Linked DNA regions of Mus musculus: region 1 is linked to region 2. Evidence: chromatin contacts called from public HiChIP or PLAC-seq data. All regions are on one chromosome and are shown on one strand. The core of a region is the stretch at or near the end of the contact, and the rest is flanking DNA. Distances in the headings are between cores, read along the strand shown.

Region 1 (5,040 bases), core at 1,462-3,961, 2.5 Mb before region 2:
TTTAGCAAAGAAAAAATAAGAAGATTCATCAACATAAAAGGTTAACACACTAGGGCAAGTGTCAAGTGAAGGGTGTTCTGAGACGGCCTCCTGCTCCTTTTAGTTCTGCTGCTTAGAGACTAATCAGAGTTCAGACACCATCAACCTAAAGAATTTGTTCTTTACTGTGCTTCTAAATGTAAAGTCAAAGAACAATTTGAACAGATATTTCTGTATGTGACCAATATTTGATTCATAAGTAAATGAACAGATGTTTAATCCTCCTAATCATTAAATAAATTTCAACCAAAATCTGAATGCATCTCATATGCTGTTCAACCTTCTTGTAGTTTTTTTTACTGTTATGAATCATAAGGTAAGTATCTTTTATGCAAAATATAGACTATACAATCCCCAAAGGGGTCATGTTCCACAGGTTGAGAACCTCTGCCTTAGGATAACTACCCAAAGATATGGTCGTGCAGACTGTTTCAAGTCTATTTTACACAAGTTAGAGTCATCTTGGAAGAGGGAAGCTCAACTGAGAAAGTACTTTCACCAGACTGGCCCGTGGGCAAGCCTGTGTTGCTTTCTTTTGGTTGATGACTATAATGTATAGTGAGAATGGTCTCTGTCAGCTCATAAGTGTCAATCCTTGACCCTGTAAGACCTGAAGAGCCTTACGTCTGGGATGTTCCACTCACAGAAACACAGAGATGGAGATCAATGAAACAAGCAAGAGGTTTATTGATCCTGCGAGCTGGGGCTGTCCTGCAATGGGGCAGAGGTGCCCCTGAATCTCCTAAGCACACACTTTCTATACAGTTTAAGGGTAGGACTTGTTAACAACGCAAGTTTATTTAAGCCCACTGTTGGCAGAGCTGACCTTTTCTTTCACCCCTTTAAAAATGGTAATTAGCCTCTCCCTTCCTGAGAGGCAAGTGTTTCATGACCTTCCCTAAGCAGCATTGATGACCCTGGGTGAGGTGATGTCTTAGTCACCAAAAGAGGGAACTGAAGCATTCTTGGTTATTATCTGCACCTGCCTTATAGTCGGGGCTTTCTTGTAAGCCTTGTTTTGCTGGGTCATTCTGGGAAGGGAGTGTTAGTCACAACCTTCTAGAGGAAGCTCCCCAGCATGCTATTCTAGCAAGGTCTTTCAGTGGCTATCTTATGTTCTCTACGGTCACACATTCCCACAGCCCCTCATTGGTGAAACCGATTGGGAAGAGTTATGAGGTGTGGCCTGGTTGGAGGAAGTGTTCAAGGCCTCAGAAACCTCCAGACATCCTCAATGCACTCCCTGTCTCTTGCTTGTAGATCAAGATGTGGGCTCTCAGCAGTCTCTGCAGCTGAGCCTTTGTGCCACCATCATGGATTCTAACCACCTAAAACCATAAGCTCAATTAAACACTGTTTTACAGGTTGCCTTGGTTACGGTGTTTTATCACATCAATAGAAAAGTAACGAATGTAACAGGTACCAGGAAGGGGGCTGTTGCTGCAACAAACCCAACCATGCAGTTCTTTTAGAGGAATGTGGAAGATCTGGAGATTTTTAAACATCATAAGTGGGGTTTTACAGGCTATCCTAGTAGGAGCTTGAAAGACAGTTCGAAGACAGGGAGAGATCAGTATGGACCATGGAGGCCCAGCGTAAGAGGCAGAACAATATTAGCAACTAGGATACAGACCATTGTGATAATTGGGTAAAAAATAAAATAAAAAAAAATCATCTGCTTTCTAGCCTTCTCTTCAGAACTTGCCTGGGGCTAAATTGAAAAAGCAATGGACTAATGTATTTAGCAGAAATTTCAAGGCAGTCCAGTACTGACTCTGTGACATGGTTATCTCATCGTCACTTTTGTGCAGTTCTACAGTGAAAAGTGGGGAGGGGACACGTGCAAAATAGACAGCTTGAAGAGAGAAAGGGCATCAGGAAAGTTAATGTGGGAGCCAAGGCTTGTGCTGAAAAGAAGGAGGTTGAGGAGAGGCCCGACTGGATCTGGGAGAAAGGGAAGAGTGTCTACAGGGCAAGATCCCACCTGGATAAGATCCCAACTTGTGAAAGGAGAGCTCGAAGGAATTTTCTTTTCATTTTCTTTTTTTTTTTTTTTTTTTTTTTTTTTTTTAGGGTTTTTGAGACAGGGTTTCTCTGTGTAGCCCTGGCTGTCCTGGAACTCACTTTGTAGACCAGGTTGGCCTCAAACTCAGAAATCTGCCTGCCTCTGCCCCCCAAGTGCTGGGATTAAAGGTATGCACCACCACGCCAGGCTCTAAGGAATTTTCTACTCCTACAAATCATTAACAAGGAAAGCTGCTGCAGATGGGACTCAGAGGGGCCAGGCCTTGTCCCAAGCAGGGAGCCACATTTGGCAGGGTCATCCACATGGCTCTAGCTTTAAAGTCATGAAGGTCACGTGAGTTAAAGAGGCTGTGGAATCTTTCTCCACGGTTAAGGATCACCAATGAGGCCTGGAGTCGAGGATGGGAGATGGGGGAGGGCTGTTTCTGCATAAAGGCCCTGAAAGGCCGCACTCAGGGAGTGAAGCTGTGAAAGATAAGCCTGGATTGTGTTGGGGACTCCAAGATGTTAGAGATGCCAGAGTTTTGGGATAATTGCCCAGGAGCCCTGCAGACAGGGAGTGGAAGCCTCCCAAGAGAGAGGAGGGTGTTGCAATTAGAAAAGCTGGAAAGGCAGGGCCGGCTAAGCCCTTTGACATCAGATACGGAGCAAAAGGACTTGGAGTTTGCCCTGCTGGGTTTTGGTCTTGCTTTGGTCCAGTATTTCCTCACTATGGCCTGATTCCTTCCCTTTGGAAGGGAATATATATCTTTCTGGCATTGTATGCTTGAAGTATATAATTTGTTTTTGATTTTTACATGGGGTTATAATTAAGAGATTTCCTTGAATCTTAAGAGATTTACAACTTTAGACTTTTAAATTGTGTTGAAACTGTGAGAGACTATGAGGGGGGGCTTTTAAAGTGGAACTGAACACATTTTGCATGATAATATGGCCCCAAGCCTGTGGGGGGTCAGAGAGTGGAATGTGGTGGTTTAAATAAGAAAGGTCCCCAGCGGCTCCTATGTTTGAATGGCTTGGTCCCCAGTGGGAAGGATTAGAAGGTCTGGTTTTCTTGGGGGAAGTGTGTCATCAGGAGTGAGCACTGACATTAAATACTAATGCTGTTCTCAGGGCAACGTGTCTGCAACTCTCAGCTGTGTTATCCTGCCATGATTGGTGCTCCACCCTCTAGACCCTTAAGCTAAATAAATTCTTCTTTCTATGGGTTGCCTTGGTCACCATGCCTCAGCACAGCAATAGTAAAGCAACTAAGACACTGATTGGTGTAGGAGGGCCCAACCCACTGTGACTGATGCTACTCTTGGGTCTTGAGAGTGCTATGGGCCTGGGGTGCTTCAGAGATTCACCAACCATGAATACATTTTAGAAAAAAGAAGAGCTTTATTTTGAGACTGTTACCAGGCCTACACCCTAAATTCAGGATTCCCAAGATGTTGCCCCAAATTGCATCAGTTAGGAACTTCTAAAGGCAAAACTCACAAGGCTACATACTTCTTGACTTCTTTCACTTCACGGAGGTGAAAACACTTGGTTTGTTATCTTACATGAACAACAGTTTCATTAAAATTATACAGAACCAAGCAATTATAAGCAAAACAAAACAAAACACAGCCCCCAGTGCTCCGGGAAGCGACCTTTTGGGAGGAAAGTGGAGCTTACAGGTTAGAGGGCATTTTTGTTTCATAGATCGCTTAAGCACAGTAATTTAGACTTAAAACAGTGTTAGTCATCACACGTGCTACAAGAAAGCCAGCTGAACAAGCCAACTCCTCCATGGCCTCTGCTTCCATTCCTGCCTCTTGGCTCCTGCCTTGAGAACCTGCCGGACTTCCCTGGATGATAGACTACAAGCTATACGATGAAATGAACCTTTTCATACACAAGTTGCTTCTGCTCAGAGTGTTTTATCACAGCAACAAAGCCACAATTAAGACAATGGTCAGCAATGACAAGAATCAAACATTAGGAAGATCTGGAAAGCTCTGAATCCTTGAACACTTTTGGTGGAAATGTAAAATAGTACAGAAGCTGTGGAGACAATATGGAGGTTCCAAAAAAAAATGTTCACCCAGAATGACCGAATGACCGTATGACTCAGGGATTCCTTTTGGGGAATATTCTCCAGACAATTGAAAGCAGAGGGAAGTGATATATTTATATCCACGTTCCAAACATGAGTCATAACAGCCAAATGATAGATGCAACTCAGTTGTCCATCAGTGGACTGTATTAGTCCCTTCTCTGTTGCTATAACAAAATGCCTCTGGTCTGGATGCCTTATACATAAAATAAATGTATTTGACTCATGATTCTAGTGACTGGAAGATCCAAAAAGCATGGTTCCAGCACACACACACACACACACACACACACACACACACACACACGACACACACTGTGTGACCACTTGAAAGAAAAGCATATGATAAACCAAGGAGCATATAAAATGGGCCAAGCACATGGGATGACTTGTCTCTAAGAGCCAGCTCCTATGTAACTTCTCACAAGAAGAAGAATATGACCTTGGATAAAAGTATTAATCACCTTCAAGATATAATCAGCTCTGAAGGCCCCATCCTCTCTCCCCATCATCACACCAGGGACCAAACTCTTAGCACCTGATCCTTTGGGAATCCATCCAAAACAACAATGGATGAATGGATAAAATACATGAAGTGGGGGTCAGGGTGGGGCTGCAGAGATGGCTCAATGGTTAAGAGTACTGGGTGCTCTTCCAGAAGTCTTGAGTTCAATTCCCAGCGAACACATGGTAGCTCACAACTATCTGTAGTGGGATCCGATGCTCTCTTGTGGTGTGTCTGAAGACAGCGGCAGTGTGCTCATATAAATAAAAACAAACAAATAAATCTAAAAAAGAAAAACACAGAAAGAAAAATACATAAAATGGAATATTATTCAGCCTTAAAAGGGATGGGGATTCTGGTTCATCCTACAACATGAACGAACCTCAAG
Region 2 (5,365 bases), core at 1,680-4,179:
AAAGCAATCTACAGATTCAATATAATCCCCATCAAAATTCCAACTCAATTCTTCATAGAGTTAGAAAGAGCAATTTGCAAATTCATATGGAATAACTGGCTTGCTTTCTTACAGAACCTAGGATACAGCCTGAGGATGACACCACCCACCATGGACTAAACCCTCTCCCATTGATCACTAACTGAGAAAATGCCTTATGGTTTGATTTCACAGAGGCATTTCCTTAACTGAGGCCCCTTCCTCTTTGATGACTCTAACTTATATCAAGTTAACACACAAAACAAGTACATTCTACTAACTTGGAAAATCTAAAAGAAATAGATGAACTTATATACACATATGACCTTCCAAAATTCAAGCAAGATGAGATAAACAATTTAAGCAGATCTGTAGCAAGCAGTGCAATTGATGCAGCGATTAAGAATTTCATAAATTACAAGTGTCTAAGCCAAGATGGATTGTCTGGTAAATTTTGCTAGACCATTAAAGAAGAATTAAGACCAACACTTGTTAAACTATTCCATAAAATAAAAAAATAAAAAAATAAAATAAAAGTGAAGAAGCAACTGTCTTAGTGTTTTACTGTTGTGAACAGACACCATGACCAAAGCAACTCTTATAAGACTAGCATTTAATTGGGCTGCCTTACAGGTTCAGAGGTTCAGTTCATTATCATCAAGACAGGAGCATGGCAGCATCCAGACAAGCATGGTACATGAGGAACTAAGAGTTCTACATCATCATCTAAAGGGCAATAGAAGAAGACTGGCTTCCAGAAAGCTAGGATCAGGGTCTCAAAGCCTATGCCTACAATAACACACTTCCTCCAACAAGGCCACTCTAACAAGGCCATACCTCCTAATAATCCCATTCCCTGCACCAAACATATACAAACATCACAGGAATGTTACTAAACTTTCTTACAAAGTTAGATTTTTTTTGTTTGTTTTGTTTTTGTTTGGTTGGTTTTTTGTTTGTTTTTGTTTTTGTTTTTCGAGACAGGGTTTCTCTGTGTAGCCCTGGCTGTCCTGGAACTCACTTTGTAGACCAGGCTGGCCTCGAACTCAGAAATCTGCCTGCCTCCCAAGTGCTGGGATTAAAGGCATGCACCATCACGCCCAGCTAGTTAGAATTATCCTAATACCAAAACCAGATAAAGATGTAACCAAAAAAAAATTATAAACAAATATCTATGATTCACATAGATATTATGAATCACATAAAAAAATCCTCATTATTCTGATTCAGTGCTTTACTTTCCTTTCCATAAGTTGGAAATTTAGCAGGGTGGGGTCTAGCCCTGGGGTCACAACTCCCTTTATTCCCATTTAATATCAGACTTTTTAAAAAATATGCTTATCTCCTTGAGCACAGGACTTAGCTCTATTGCACTCCCTGGTGCCCCTTTTCTCCTCAAGGTTTACATTTTCTATTTTTTCTTGCTCAGCTTGCTCCTTTTCATTAAAGATCTGCATACAAGTGAGCACTAATAACCACACAACAAAGTCTATACTAGGTTGTTTTAAGATTCTTCTGTCAACAGAATTAAAACTCTCGACTATAGCCTTGGGCAGACTTTTCAGACAAGGCCAAAGCAAAGCTACATTCTTCACCAAAATCTCACAATCTCTGAAACCTCTTCAGCCAGGCCCCCACAGCTCAAATCACCCTCATCAGAACTGTATTCCATGCTCTTACTAGTATGGCCTATTTAACTGTGTGTAAAGTAATCCGCTACTTTCCTAACCCCAAATCCCAAAGTCTACATTCCTCCAAATAAAAACCCAGTCAGGTCTGTCACAACAATATCCCACTCCTGGTACCAACTTCTGTCTTAGTTAGGGTTTCTATTGCTATGAAAAAAAAAAAACACTCACAACAACGCTTGTAAAGAAAAACATTTAATTTGGCTGGCTTACAGTTTCAGAGGCTTAGTCCATCATTATCATCATGGTGGGAAACATGCTAGCATGCAGGTAGATACATGCTGGTACTGGAGAAGGAGCTAAGAGTTCTACATCTTGATCCTCAGGAAGCTGGGAAAGAACTGACTTGAGCGCCTGAGTTCTCAAAGTCTGCCCCCACAGTGACACACTTCCTCCAGCAAGGCCATATCCACTTCAACAAGGCCACACCTCCTAATAATGTCACCCCTCTCCCCCGAGGGCCAAGCATTCAAATGCAGGAGTCTATGGAGGCCTTTCCTATTCAAACTACCACAATCCCCAAATTATGAGTCAAAATAAAATCCCTCTTCCTCTCCAGTCACTTTTGGAGGGTGTTTTGTCATAATGGGGAAAGTATCTAATACAGTATTAATACTAAATGAGGTCACACATGATTTTACTGCATCTCTTCTAATGTGGCGTCAGGAAAGTCTCTGCTCATGGGTTTTCAGAGGGGTGGGTATGGAAAGGGTATCAGTAATGAAAGCTTGGTCCTCTCTTCCATCACAACCTGAATCACTGCCAATGCATCTGATGGCCAAGGGACATGTTCTTTGGTTCAGACAGACTCACCAAGGGCAAAGCCATGTCTGTACAGATCCATCATAGCAGATCGTGGTTGGACCCTTTACAGATGCTGAGTGAAGACCATGTGCCAGAGCCCACGAGGCAGAACTTGGCAGTCCAGCTTGGCAAACAGTGTAAACACCACAGCTGTAGACTGGCTTCCTACCCATCTGCACTATGGAAAGAGTCTGGCCACCACTAGCCCTTCAACAACAGCCCTCATGAAGTCAACCGGCACAGGAACCAGCTTAGCAGCTACCTTGGAAAACAAAGATCTATTGAGCATCTGATATTTTATCCACATTCTCCTAGAGTATGCAGAACAGTCCTGGTGACAGGAAATCTCTCTAAAGAGACCTACCTTCAAGTGTCTGTTCAGGAAATTCAACAAAGGAGGCTTGGGACTGAAACTTGATTTAGCCATTAACATGCAACGATCTCCCTGGCCTCTGTATCTGAATCTGAAAGGGGCTAGGGGAGGTGCCACCTTCCAGCGCAGTCAGTGACAATAAATGAAATCATGCATTCTCTGTCATCAGAGCTCCCAGAAGTAAGTATAATATGCATGGCAGGTGGTGTTATTAATGACATCCTCAGGTGTTTTCTAAAGTTTGTAATTAGCATGTAAGGGTAATGGTGAAGTGTCAGCTCCCCAAGACTTCCCCAAGCAGAGCATCCCAGCTTGAAAGGAATGGCCTGCTGCTCTAGTCTTTATCTGAATTTTCGCCACTTCCTGATGGCAGACGATACAGCTAAGAGAGTTAGTTCCAAGAATATTAATTGACTTCTCCTTATTTGGAGTGATACTCATCCTTCTCCTCTCCCCGCCTCCCTCTTTAGTTGAGTTGATTCAGGCAACACTCCCTAAAAGCTGTGGGCCCAGCAGCCCCAGCAGTAGCAGGTGACTGCAGCCCCAGCAGCCTAAGAAAAGGCAGCCGCAGTGAACAGCGTGTCGGAAGCATTCCTTCTCCATCCCAGGAAGTAGGAGATCCTGTTCTAAGCACTAGCAAGAGGAGCCTGACTCCTCCAGAATCCCAGATCTTCTCCAGGAGCCTGGCACCAGGTACAGGAGTTACCATGAGCACATACACCAAATATGGCTGCTTCCAACTGGCATAGAGAGCTTTTGGGCAATGCTGAGGAAGGAAGGGAACCACAGCCAGCTTCTGGCTATAGCTGAGAGCAGCCATGACAGGAGTGGGGGTTCTCGAAGCCATAAGGCAGCACCATGAAATTGGACACAATCTCTCAAAGGAAACTCATCTGTCCTTGAGATTCCAAAAGGAAGAATCTTTTCCTGGAGGTCACAAAGGGATGGAAAGGAGAGTACAATCTTTCCAGAGAATTCAAATTCTGTATCAGAACTATGAAAGAAGATAGCACAGGCCAGGCAGTGGTAGTACATGCCTGTAAAGGTCACAAAGGGATGGAAAGGAGAGTACAATCTTTCCAGAGAATTCAAATTCTGTATCAGAACTATGAAAGAAGATAGCACAGGCCAGGCAGTGGTAGTACATGCCTGTAAAGGTCACAAAGGGATGGAAAGGAGAGTACAATCTTTCCAGAGAATTCAAATTCTGTATCAGAACTATGAAAGAAGATAGCACAGGCCAGGCAGTGGTAGTACATGCCTGTAATTCCAGCACTTGGAAGGCAGAGGCAGGCAGATTTCTGAGTTTGAAGCCAGCCTGGTCTACAGAGTGAGTTCCAGGAAAGCCAGGACTACACAGAGAAACCCTGTCAAAAGAAAGAGAGAGAGAGAGAAGAGGGGAGGGGAGGGAAGGGAAGGGAAGAGAAGAGAAGAGAAGAGAAGAGAAGAGAAGAGAAGAGAAGAGAAGAGAAGAGAAGAGAAGAGAAGAGAAGAGAAGAGAAGAGAAGAGAAGAGAAGAGAAGAGAAGAGAAGAAAAAGATAGCATGGGCTGGCGAGATGACTCAGCAGGTAAGAACACTGACTGCTCTTCCAAATGTTCTGAGTTCAAATCCCAGCAACCACATGATGGCTCACAACCACCCATAATGAGATCTGATGTCCTCTTCTGGTGCATCTGAAGTCAGTTACAATGGACTTATGTATAATAATAATTAATCTTTAAGAGAAGGAGGAGGAAGAGGAGGAGGAGGAGGAGGAGGAGGAGGAGAAGAAGAAGAAGAAGAAGAAGAAGAAGAAGAAGAAGAAGAAGAAGAAGAAGAAGAAGAAGAAGAAGAAGAAGAAGAAGAAGAAGAAGAAGAAGAAGAAGAAGAAGAAGAAGTAAAAAAACCAAGTCTTAATGCCAGCAGGTTCTTCCAACTCCCTGGACACTGCCAACTTGGCCTGAACTTTTGTCAAAGCATAGAAGTCTCACACACAGTAGAGAAAATTCAAATAGTGCATTAAGGTTTGGAGAAGAGATAGAGAGATGGCTCAGTGGATAAAAAATATTGCCAGTTTTCCAGAGGACCTGGGTTACAAATTGTCTGTAACTCCAGTTCCAAGAGCCTCATAGCCCCCTTCTGATTTCTGTGGGCACTGCATGAATGTAGTACACCGAGTACATGTGGATAAGACATTCCTACATATAAAATAAAATAAAAATCATTAAAGAGACTGGAAGAAACCCCCTAAAAATGCTTTCAGGCTTGGTGGCCCTGCCCAAGCTTGCAGACATGCATAAGTAATTGAACATGACTTTGAACTCTATACCTTCCTGCCTCCACCTTCCAAGTATAAGGATTACATTACAGGTATGTGCCATGACATTGGACTGGCTAAGCTGTTTGAAAACTCCCTGAATCCTAAGCTAGAGAAGCCCTCCTCTTTCATAATCCTTGGCTCCTTGGTGGGAAGTGACTCTCAGGAAAGCAGGCAGGGGTGG

Evidence for each region. HiChIP or PLAC-seq counts read pairs in DNA pulled down with a chosen protein or histone mark.
Region 1: an H3K27ac HiChIP or PLAC-seq map of embryonic stem cells shows a contact between it and region 2, with 3 times the contacts expected there. The contact joins two enhancer-like sites. A contact is called at or near these places in 4 of 39 promoter capture datasets (embryonic stem cells, hippocampal neurons, second pharyngeal arch cranial neural crest and 1 more) and 2 of 115 datasets of contacts at active chromatin or transcription factors (embryonic stem cells and neural tube).

What each region holds. Positions count from the first base shown.
Region 1 is chr6:34,185,737-34,190,776 of GRCm38.p6, reverse strand. No RefSeq gene overlaps it. Among named protein-coding and RNA genes, the nearest start is that of Gm32533, 8.9 kb to the left of the region's middle. Within about 2 kb of position 2,711, at least 36 of the 459 cell types and tissues checked have an H3K27ac peak or open chromatin away from gene starts, as enhancers often do. A contact at or near this core is called in embryonic stem cells, where this site is marked.
Region 2 is chr6:31,705,020-31,710,384 of GRCm38.p6, reverse strand. All of the region lies in intron 1 of Gm13846 (a long non-coding RNA gene), which reads right to left. Among named protein-coding and RNA genes, the nearest start is that of Gm13847, 42 kb to the right of the region's middle. Within about 2 kb of position 2,929, at least 3 of the 459 cell types and tissues checked have an H3K27ac peak or open chromatin away from gene starts, as enhancers often do. A contact at or near this core is called in embryonic stem cells, where this site is marked.